2 separate regions of the Mus musculus genome follow, and region 2 is linked to region 1. A link is a contact called in public Hi-C data. All regions are on one chromosome and are shown on one strand. The core of a region is the stretch at or near the end of the contact, and the rest is flanking DNA. Distances in the headings are between cores, read along the strand shown.

What was found. A called contact is a pair of places that touch in the nucleus more often than the background predicts.
Region 2: a contact with region 1 is called in a Hi-C map of ventricular fibroblasts, with 4 times the contacts expected there. The contact joins two enhancer-like sites. A contact is called at or near these places in 2 of 484 Hi-C or Micro-C datasets (adipose-derived mesenchymal stem cells and ventricular fibroblasts).

The regions. Positions count from the first base shown.
Region 1 is chr2:137,434,824-137,440,264 of GRCm38.p6, forward strand. No RefSeq gene overlaps it. Among named protein-coding and RNA genes, the nearest start is that of Gm14055, 150 kb to the left of the region's middle. Within about 2 kb of position 1,543, at least 23 of the 459 cell types and tissues checked have an H3K27ac peak or open chromatin away from gene starts, as enhancers often do. A contact at or near this core is called in adipose-derived mesenchymal stem cells, where this site is marked.
Region 2 is chr2:137,596,772-137,601,978 of GRCm38.p6, forward strand. No RefSeq gene overlaps it. Among named protein-coding and RNA genes, the nearest start is that of Gm14064, 64 kb to the right of the region's middle. Within about 2 kb of position 1,605, at least 26 of the 459 cell types and tissues checked have an H3K27ac peak or open chromatin away from gene starts, as enhancers often do. A contact at or near this core is called in adipose-derived mesenchymal stem cells, where this site is marked.

The sequences.
Region 1 (5,441 bases), core at 293-2,792:
TAAAGCCAATGTTGCCCTTTGCTGAAAACATTAGATTGATTTGAGTGGCCTTATAAACTCAACTCAGCTTTTCCAATCCTCCTACTTCAAACAATTTAATTTTCCTGAAAGTATGTGTCTTCTACAGTTTTCAACCACTCCAAAGGAGATGAAGTTCATGCTGGAACCTTCTAGATGCTTGAGTAAGTCACTTATGGTCTCAGGATTTGGAAAAGGAATGCACTAAATATTTGAATTGAGGATTTTTTTTAACTGAATTATGCTGTGACTGAGTTCCCTTTAGGAAACGACTTGTTTTCTATGCTGCCTCACTGGCCAATTAGTCTTTCATAAGAACAAAGCTTCCTACACTTGGGTTTCCTGTGTGAGAATCAAATGAAGGCTTAATAAATTCCCTGTCTCTTGATCTGCCAATTCATGTCTAGAATTAATTCTGCTTTCAATTTTCCATGTAACTAAAGTAGACTTGCTAATGTCATCTGCAACTTGTCCATTCAGATCAGAAGAGAACCTTTGCTCTAACATTGTCCAGGCTTGTGACTGTATGGTGAACAACTTACAGCGTAGAAATGCTAGCTGAACATCACACAGGTACTCTTGGTTTTTAAAGAAAAAGTTCCCAAGTCGTAGAATATAAGGATGCTCAAATCTCCAGCCTGTGAATCCCCTCTGTGTTCACTGTTCTCATCAATAGTTAACACTTAAGCACCAAATGAAGCAGTGTGCCGTTCAAAGTATCTGGTCCATTACTCATCTCCTTTGCCTGTTTCAGTCAGTGCATTAATTGCAGCAGGATGTAGGTACGAATTCAGAACCAGAGAACATAAGTCTCTCGTCTATCAAATATGCAGACTAATTTTTTTTTCATGGTCATTCTTAGAAAAAAGAATTCTTAGCTAAAAGGCTTTTTTCTTTGTGTTATTTAAGACACAGTTTCTTTGGTCTAGTATCTTTGGTCTAGTATCTTTTGTCTAGAATTATTTGTGTCTGTCTTTTCCATTTTGTAATAATCAATTTTATGTTTATTTTCAAACAGAATTTTATAAGGAGAGAGAGGGGGTTGGAGAGAGAGAGAATGTGATTAATTCCTTATAATCTACTCCAGACTTAACAATTGCTGAGGACTTATGATCTTATGATCCTGTTTAATTTCTTTTTTTCTCTTTTTTCCTTAACAATTTAAAGGCATATTCCTGACATTATTTCTTTCCACCCTTATATTCCTCAATACACATCTCTAATATAATGCTATTATCACATCTAAAATTAGAATGACAAGGTCATTAATATTGTTAGCCTTGAAATCTCCCTGATTGTGTCCAGGAATATTGTTACAATTGCCTTTTCTTCATTGTTAATATGTGTAGCTCTAACTTCAGGGCTCGATCACAGGTTAGAAACTTAAGAGAGAAAAATGATGAAGTAGACAACGTACTTAGCAAGAAGGGTTTTCCCAAATTCTCACAGCTGTAATCTGGACAGGGTTCAGTGCGACAAGCTTTGCACTGCGTTCCCACAGCTGGTTAGTGTTTTGAATTCCAGCCCCATGAACTCATCCCCAGCCACTGGGGCTAAAGCTTAGAGCCCAGCCTAGAGCTGATTATTTCTGATGACAGAGTAATGGAGAAAACTCTGGCATTGTCTACCCCTTCTTAAATGCACTGTCATCTGCACTTGTCTTCATTTCTGCTGGAAGAAAGTGGTTCTAAAGATCTTGGATAAATTTAACCCATGATAAAAACACAAATTTCATCCTCCAAGGGTATTTTGTTAAAGGCCAACAAAATAAGCGGCTATGTTGCCTTCTCTCAGTTTGCATTGATTGAAAATTGATTTATTTAGTAAGAATAAGACTAGGTTCTGAGAAGAGCTGGAAGAAGAGAACATGGATGCTTTAGAAAAAGGACAGATACACATGGAAAGCGGGTGCATGAATTATCTGGTGCTTGTACTCATGAAACTTTATATTCTACTTAGACACTATGACCCTGGACTCACCCTCAACTCACGGAAAAAGTTGTGTTCGGTTTTGGAAAGTTGCTACAGCAGTAATCTAGGCAGTGGTTGCTGGCAGGAACTTAATATCTGTGGTGGAGAAATGCTTTACAAAAGGGCTGACATTTTGGACTGCAAACTGAGCAAGTGAAGGCACAGGTATGATCGTGTTTCAGCAGAAGTCTGCAAGGTCAGGATGATATAGGATGGTAAAGGTAGTATGTTATAGAAGCCTACAGGAGAGGCTTAGGTCTGGGGGCCGTTGTTCGTGGATGAGGACTTGGTATTTCAGGATGTGGGCACGGATGGCACATATTCAACAGTCACATGAGCTATTCAGTATGGCAGAAATTCTCATTAGGTTATCAGGATCGCTGGCAGAATCTTTAGCAACCCAGGCTGCTGACCCATTGAGGACTTCTGATTCAGCAGATGTTGAGTGTGGTCTGAGATTCTACAGTTCTAACATGTCCTCGGTGGATGCCTAAAGAACATAACACATTGACAGCACAGCTTACAGAGCAGCTCCAGGAGGGCATGGTCTTTGTCTGTCCTTGACAGTTACCTCAGAGAAGAGATTTTTAAGTGGAACAGTTTATAAGGCAGGTGCTTTATTCTGATTATCATGCATCTCTTTCTCCTAAGATACCAGCTTTTCCTCTTCTTTAGAATGAATCTGACCCTCAATATTGATCCTTAAAGAGGCAGGAGAGGCAGGAGAATAGCTCAAGAGCATCTAATATCTTTATTATGAAGCTCCCTGTTGGTACCGAGATGTTTTTCTTATGGGAACCAGAGGCTGTTGCATCCATTGCCAGGGCTACAAAGCCAGAGTTTCCCTCAGTGTTAAGGTGGAGGAGATGTACATCTTCTCCTCAATCTGGGGCTCTTTGAAAAGACACTTAATCTTCCTAGACATTTACGCAAGAGTAAAACAAGTTAACAGAGGCCAGCAGCACCACTGATCTTCAACCAGGAAACATTCAGACCCTTAGGAAACACGGGTGAGGAGATGTTTACTGACCGTGTAATTGATATGATGCCTTGCCTTGTCTCTCAGTCCTTAGTAGCATATTTCCTGTTCAAGGCAGTGAAAAGTGAAAATATTAGTTGCTGTTTGACCAAAGGAACAAGTGTCTTCCAAAGGAACAGATGATCTATTAGCAGTCCAGCCAAGCCTTCCCATGGGAACTCAGGCATTTTACGTTGTTTTACAGTTAATTTCTTTCTTACGGCAGGTTCCCAGACACATCAAATGCCTTACATTGGAGGCTAAAGTCAAGATTTATAGTCCAAGTTCATGTGATTTAATGTCAAACAACTCTGATAACAGAGAGGCTGAAAGTCAACCGTTTTCTCATGAGCTCTCATAAAAAAGTCATTTTAGCCAAATTGAGTTTGAAAAGTGGGTGTATCTTTCTGATTTGATGGATACTCCCTACCCATGAGCCCCTGGGAAGAAGCAGATTACTCTCTTTTGGTACTGTAGCAATGGAATATGAAAAGGGACTGAGTGGTTTTCAGTTGGTATTACTTTGGATAACCCCATAGTGGATTTTATTACCTTTTCCTCTCTGGACTTCAAAGGAGAAAAGAAACCCAAGTATTTTCACCTTTGATGGTGCATTGGTTTTAAACATCCTGTTCTCAGTTCCCTTGTTTGTCTTTTATCTGCCCAAGATCACTCTGTCACATACATTTCACATGTTAGTAGAGTCCACTCCGATAGATCGAAAACACCACTTGTTCAAGGAATTAATTGGAAAGGAGATGTTTTCTTGGTTCTTCTATACAGGTCCATAGATTTTTTTTTTTTAGAATCTTGGAGTTGATGGGATGTTGGGGATCATTAAAACACACCACCATGTTACAGCTAAAGTGGGAATAACGTAAGTAGCTTTGAGTGACACCCCAGTTGAGATTGAGAATGAGGGCCTAGAGATTTTTCTGATATTTACCCAAGGGCTTTTAATCAATTGTGGGGTAGTAGTGGGTGACTGGAGAGTGGTTTTTATAGCCTGATGCTTTCCAGATTATAATATAATTGGTCAATTAACATAAAGAATATGAATATTACCTGATATAGCTGTCTCGTGTGAGGCTATGCCAGGGCCTGGCAAATACAGAAGTGGATGCTCACAGTCATCTATTGGATGGAACACAGGGCCCCCAGTGGAGGAGCTAGAGAAAGTACCCAAGGAGCTGAAAGGGTCTGCAACCCTATAGGAGGAACAGCAATATGAACAAACCAGTACCCCCAGAGCTCGTGTCTCTAGCTGCATATGTAGCAGAAGATGGCCCAGTTGGTCATCATTGTGAAGAGAGGCCTCTTGGTCTTGCAAACTTTATATGCCCCAGTACAGGGGAATACCAGGACCAAGAAGTGGGAGTGGGTGGGTAGGGGAGCAGGGCAGGGGGAGAGTACAGGGAACTTTTGGGATAACATTTGAAATGTAAGTAAAGAAAATATCTAATAAAAAAGAATATAAATATTCATACCTATCAATAATCCTAAAATATAATAACAATACCTAAAAACACTTGGGAAGAGACTTTTATTGAGTTGAAGCTGGTCAATTGGTGAGGAACTGACATGTGCTCTCTGGAAAGGTTTGAAAAACAAAACAAAACAAAACAACAACAACAACAACAATGACAACAACAAAGAAGCTAAGAATTGTTTTAGGGAACACAGGATAGCAAAACTGGGGCCCTTCTTGGAATATTTATTCTTCACCTGGAATATAGCACAGTGTAATTTTTCTCAGCTTAAAATACACAGAAGTAGAGGAGAAAATCAAAGAATCAAGTTAATCATTCTGGACCTGTTCTCTCTTTGTCTCTCTCTGTCTCTCTGTGTCTCTCTCTGACTCTTTCTGTCTCTGTGTCCCTGTCTATCTCTCTGCCTGTCTCTCTGTCTCTCTCTCTCTGTCTCTCTCTGTCTCTCTGTCTCTGTCTCTGTCTCTGTCTCTCCCTCCTATGCCTTGGGCTCAAAGCAACCCAAAATACAACAAACTTGCACTTCACAGGATGAAATTTGCATCCTGGGCCAGGTAACTTAGAGTTAAACAAAGAAAGTCAAAACTGAGTTTGGAGGAGGGCTACAGGCACAGTGGAACTCAAGCTATCATGTGGGCCTAGCCTGAGGTGGCCAGTCAATCTTGCTCACATTGTTTACCTGGACATAAGGTAATTCTGATACAATGGTGGAGTAAGAATGATGGTGTCCATCTTAGAGATACTGTCCGAGGTCTCACCTCCTCCTCCTTAGAGAAGTGGTTCTTAACCTGCAGGTCATGACCTATTTGGAGTTTGGAGTTTGAATGACTCTTTCACAGGGGTCACCTAAGGCCATTAGAAAACACAGAGGTTTACATTATGATTCATCACAGTAGTAAAGTTATAGCTATAAAGTAGCAAGAAAAATAATTTTGTAGTTGGGGGTC
Region 2 (5,207 bases), core at 355-2,854, 160 kb after region 1:
GGTTGACTACAGTTTTTCAGTCTGACTAACTGAATGGGATGTGATGTTATTCATAGAGATAGGTAACATTAAGCCATTTTTTAATTCTATGAGAAGAAATTCATATTTACCTCCACTAGGTGAATTTGAAGCAATTATGTGATAACCTGTGTCACATGAGCCATCTACCTCTCTTGTCAAGAGACCTGGGTCCTTGGAGACACAAGTTTGTACATGGTTTGATATGGTTAGAAAGTAACTTGAGCTGTAACAACAGATGAGATCATCTAGCACCGACTCTGTACAATGGAGGATTCTAACCTTTCGAGGTTGGCTGCAGGAAGATGCCCCAGCACAATGAAAAGGAGTGGCAAGCAGAAAAAGGAGTAGGCCCGCAGGATTTATTGTCATCAAAGCCTGAAAGAGAAGAGTTCATGTAGGAGGCAAGTCATGGCTAATAGCCTTCGAACAAAACCATACAGCAATTTCTAGAGACGACTAAGTGTTGGCTGTATCCTTGCTCAGTAGCAGCTCCTTTTGGGCTGGATTGGTGAACGGAAACGGAGATGGAGAAGATGCTATGGATCTCTTGCTCTTTTCCCTTTGACTGCTGTGTTCATATCCCTAAGAATGATCGTTATGAGTAACTGTACCTCAAAAGAGTTTTATTGTTTTGTTGTGGGATTATTTTTTTAATGTTTTTACCACACTCAGTCTAAGCACTAAGAAAATATTCCCAGAACTAGCCCTCAAATAATGGCTGTCAGGGATTTGACAACTGAATATCCCAGATGCTTGGCTCTCAGCCGACAGAACAAAATTTAGGATCTTACATCAGAGGGATGGACTTGTTTGCTAATAGACTTCTCACGAACTTTCTGCTCGTCCCTAGCACAGGTCCCTTAGCATTTTACAGAATCCCTTAGAACAGTCACCCACCTTTGTGTCCTTGCCTCAGCGGCTGCTTCTGGGTAACAAGAAATATATAAAAGCTTAGGTAATGTGAGGCAATAAATGTGCATTTAAAGAGGATTAGATAACGAGGGGTATCAGGAGGAGAGCAGCGTTATGAAATTATGAAATATACTGGAGCTCTGTTCATGCTAATGGAAGATTTAGGAGAGTGAAAAGAAAAAAGATTTTTTTAAATAGAAATCTTATTTATGTAATTTTCAGAGCTGTTGGTTAAAAGGAAAATAAATAATAAAAATGAGGGAAATATAGTAGGGTTTACAGTAGAATACTCAGAAAGTTACTTTCTGGATGTAACAGAAAGAGCAAAAGTTTTTTTTTGTTTTTCTTAAAAAGAATGAAGCAGGCTCCATAGATCCTGGACTTTAGTACACAGAGGAATTCCCAACATCTCTAGAATCCACTTAGTTACTGCATGACATATTTTCCCTCCAGATGCACAGGCTGAAGAGTCGGCTGTTGGTCGAATACACTTGTATTCTTTTCTCAGCAATTATTTTAAGGAATGCATTTGAATAAAATGCACTTTTGGCATCATTTTTCAGAATGGGCGATGATTTATGCTTTTCTTGCAGGGACAAGATGGCTCTGGGCATGAGTCATGACTGTGCTGGGAAGGTTCCGATGGGAACCTTGTTCCTGCGGGCTGATCCCTACCTTACATGGACTTGAGGCTGTGCATGGCTTTTATTAACTTGAGGATTTTGCTTGTAGAGGCTTGGGATTCATCTTTTCCTTCACAACACAAGCCCTGCTCGTGGTTCACACGCACCTGATTCAGAATCTGTGCTTGGGTCTCTGAGTGGCTTGGGAATAGTAATTTGGGAAGTCTCTGATTCTTTGTCAGCTAAAATGAGATGATGCATTCCCTGGTGGAGCTGGGAAATAGGCTAGTCCTCTGTGGGGGAGTCGATTAAAATGGCAGACAAAGTTCTGATTCTGTGGGACAGTTTTAGTATAAATAAAATTTGTTCATGGGCCAAGAAAGCTACAAACTGCAACACTGATCTCTGCTTCTTCTCGATTCAAAAATGTACTGTTTTACATACCGTCTTCAGATATGAGGTTTTCTTGGGGAAAAAAAATATCCTGACCCAGAGCAGATGTTCTTGGGGGCGGAGGGAAGAACCACTGAAGTCTTTCATGGGTCAAGGTGATTGAACTGTAAGACTGATACTTGAAATTTTCCAGGTTAAAATTATTCCTGTCACTGTTCTTGGCTCTGGTTTTCAAAATGTATTTTACAGCATTGCTTGTAAGGTGTTACCATGCATACGAATCACCTGGGGGTTTTGTTACACTGAATGTAGATTCCTCTTCAGTAGTTTGAGGCTGAACTTGATGCTGATTGTGTGTGTGTGTGTGTGTGTGTGTGTGTGTGTGTGTGTGTGTGTGTGTGACCAGGAGGTGCAGAAGCTTGTCGCCTAAGATGCTATCTAAGAGAGACATTCTCTGGGCCTTTATGCTTAAGTAAAACATAATTTTAAATTACATCTGCATTTTATCTTCCCATTTGAAATCCTACTGGTGAATGAGTTGACAATCCTGGAAGGCTTTGTATGATGGAAGCTGGTTTAATATGAAAAGGTCATACAATATGCCATCCCTTAAAGCCTGGGAATTTTGATTTCTCATGAGTGAACAGGACAATGTTTTGTGTCCAGTCAAAAAGCGATTCACATATTTAAGCAGACATAAGAAGTGTTTTGGAAGCATATTTGACCCTCTTTATAGTGATTCTAGCAACCCAGAATGTCTCACATTTTCCAGATGACCAGGATTCTAAGTAGAATGCTCAACAGTCCTGTTAGGACAGTACCTCCACCAGGCTCTTCTATATTCCAAACATACTGCGAACATCAATTGGATCTAAACTTACTTAGTAGTTTAGCCATAACTGGGCTTCCATTAAAAGTGGCATGTATGGAAGCACTGCAGGGGAATATGGCCCAAACACATTGTGTGAAATTCTTAAAGAATAAAATAGCTCTTTATAAAGATGCTGTGTAGGAATACAGACTCCTCAACCATCCTAAATTATTGGCTACATTCACTATGGTAACATGTCCATGTAACAATTCTTTAATGAGTTCTCATGAAGATTCCATTTCAGAAGTGACCACTCTTTGAATTGTAAGCAAGTGTCTTTATTCTAATAAGCATTCTCAGGACTTACCAAGGCAGGTGTTCCGAGGTCCATATTTGAGAATGAATTTTTGTTTTAGGGTAATGTAACAGCCAACAACTTGGCTTTCTAAATCTGTATTTTTAAGTCCTATTTTAGTATTCTATTCCAGTCATGAATGAAGGATATATATGGTTGCATGGGAAAGTCAGTACTTTTGCTTCTAATGTTATTGAAAATATTGTCATTAGTCAGAACAGAAAACACTCTACAGGAACTTATTGGCAGAGAAATACAACTTTGCTCCTGTAATTCCAGGTCTAGGCTTATCAGAATAGAATATTTCCTAACATGGTTTACTATAAGAGTAAATACACATTTGATATTTCATAAGATATGTTGGCATCAATATAAACATGTAAACATATGTAAAAATTTCGAGAAATTGTTAACTCAGTCTTCTAAGTCATCAGTGACTTATGTATATGTTGACTTGTTATCATTCTCCTGGGAATAGGTATTCTGTAGCTTGAGAAAAATAGCCTTATCTCTTGATTATGATCTTCCAAATAAAGAGGAAACCCCCTTTATAACTTTTTACAGAAAAAAAAAGATTTCTTACAGAATTTTTCTATTGCGGTATTTTATAATAGAAATTACATTCTTTTATTATTAAAATTTTAGCATGATTGCTATATTAGAAAAAAATTAAATGCTGAAATATAGTGACCTCTATTAGTCTCATTGTTCCGCACATATGCTAATATTTCCACATTTCCTATTCCATTTAATTTCAGTTTTCAAATTAATTTCTTATTATGTATGTGATTTAAAACAAAGAACCTTATATTATTAAAATTAATAGAGTATACATTACTGTTTTTCATTTTTGATCTAAATACTTTTAACCATTGATACCCTCTTAGGATTTTTTTTAATTAGAAATACACTTGGACATTATTGCATTTTAATAACTCTCTCTGAGAGTTCCTCTTCCTGAGACTCTTGTGAAATTCTCCCCATGTCATGGACTCTGAGATGCTTTATCTAAGTATTCTGGTAGTGATGGTCTTTCCGCGGATGCTGGTTGTTTCCACCTTCCTCAGGATAACCTAAGATCCAAACTGTCTTTACCTTAAAGACTGAAAACTGAGGCCAAAGACATCTAATAGCTTGCCCAGTGTGAATCAAGGAAGAAGCAAATGTGGATCTAAACTTTGATCTTCAGATGACCAAATCCACAATGCCCACTCCCCCCTCCCTGAAATCTGGTCCTCATCTTGTGATCACTGGAAGATATAAGAGAGGTATAAAGTTTATCACAGCTTGTGCCTCTGCTGTCTGTTCAAATGGAAAAGTACTTGTTCAAATAAAAATACATGAAAGGTAGGCATAAGAAAGCAAAGGAAAACATGCTTATTTTAAGAAAACAACATGTCAGAGGTTGCCAAAGCACTGATTGAATGCTTCTCTCTTGTTCTAAGATATTTGGGTTGGTCTTAACATGAGATACAGGGATGCGTTTAGTGCAAAGGGATTTTTTTTTTAATTCCAGATTGTTGGCTAAATAAAAGCATCTTAGTTTAATAGCAATGAAGTCCATATGAGTATTACATACAGATAAGTTTTTCATCAACAAAACACATTCTTCTCATGCCTAAGTGACGTTCTGGACTGAAAACTAAACGACATTCATAGAATATTATGGCAACCCAGTTAACAATAGAAAATAACACAGTGGAACCGTCACCAGCAGCAAACAGTCCATTAACCTGCTCTTTGTATCACATTATATCAGACATCTACTTTGATTTTTAATCTCTTAATTGTCCTCTTCTCTTTTTTTGAATAAGTGCCAAGTTGTGGGCCATTTAGAGTGACATTCCAGTGGGATCTATTTAAGTTAAATTGACATTATAATCTACAGTCTGTCTCTGTCTCTCTGTCTGTCTCTCTGTCTGTCTGTGTTTTTCTGTCTGTCTGTCACACACACACACACACACACACACACACACACACACACACACTCAACAAAAATTGCTGTAAGCATAGCCATAAAATAAATGCCTGTTAAATGATTCTTGAAGAAAAGGAAGAGTAGCCTTCATCTAGACCACCTTTAGACATATAC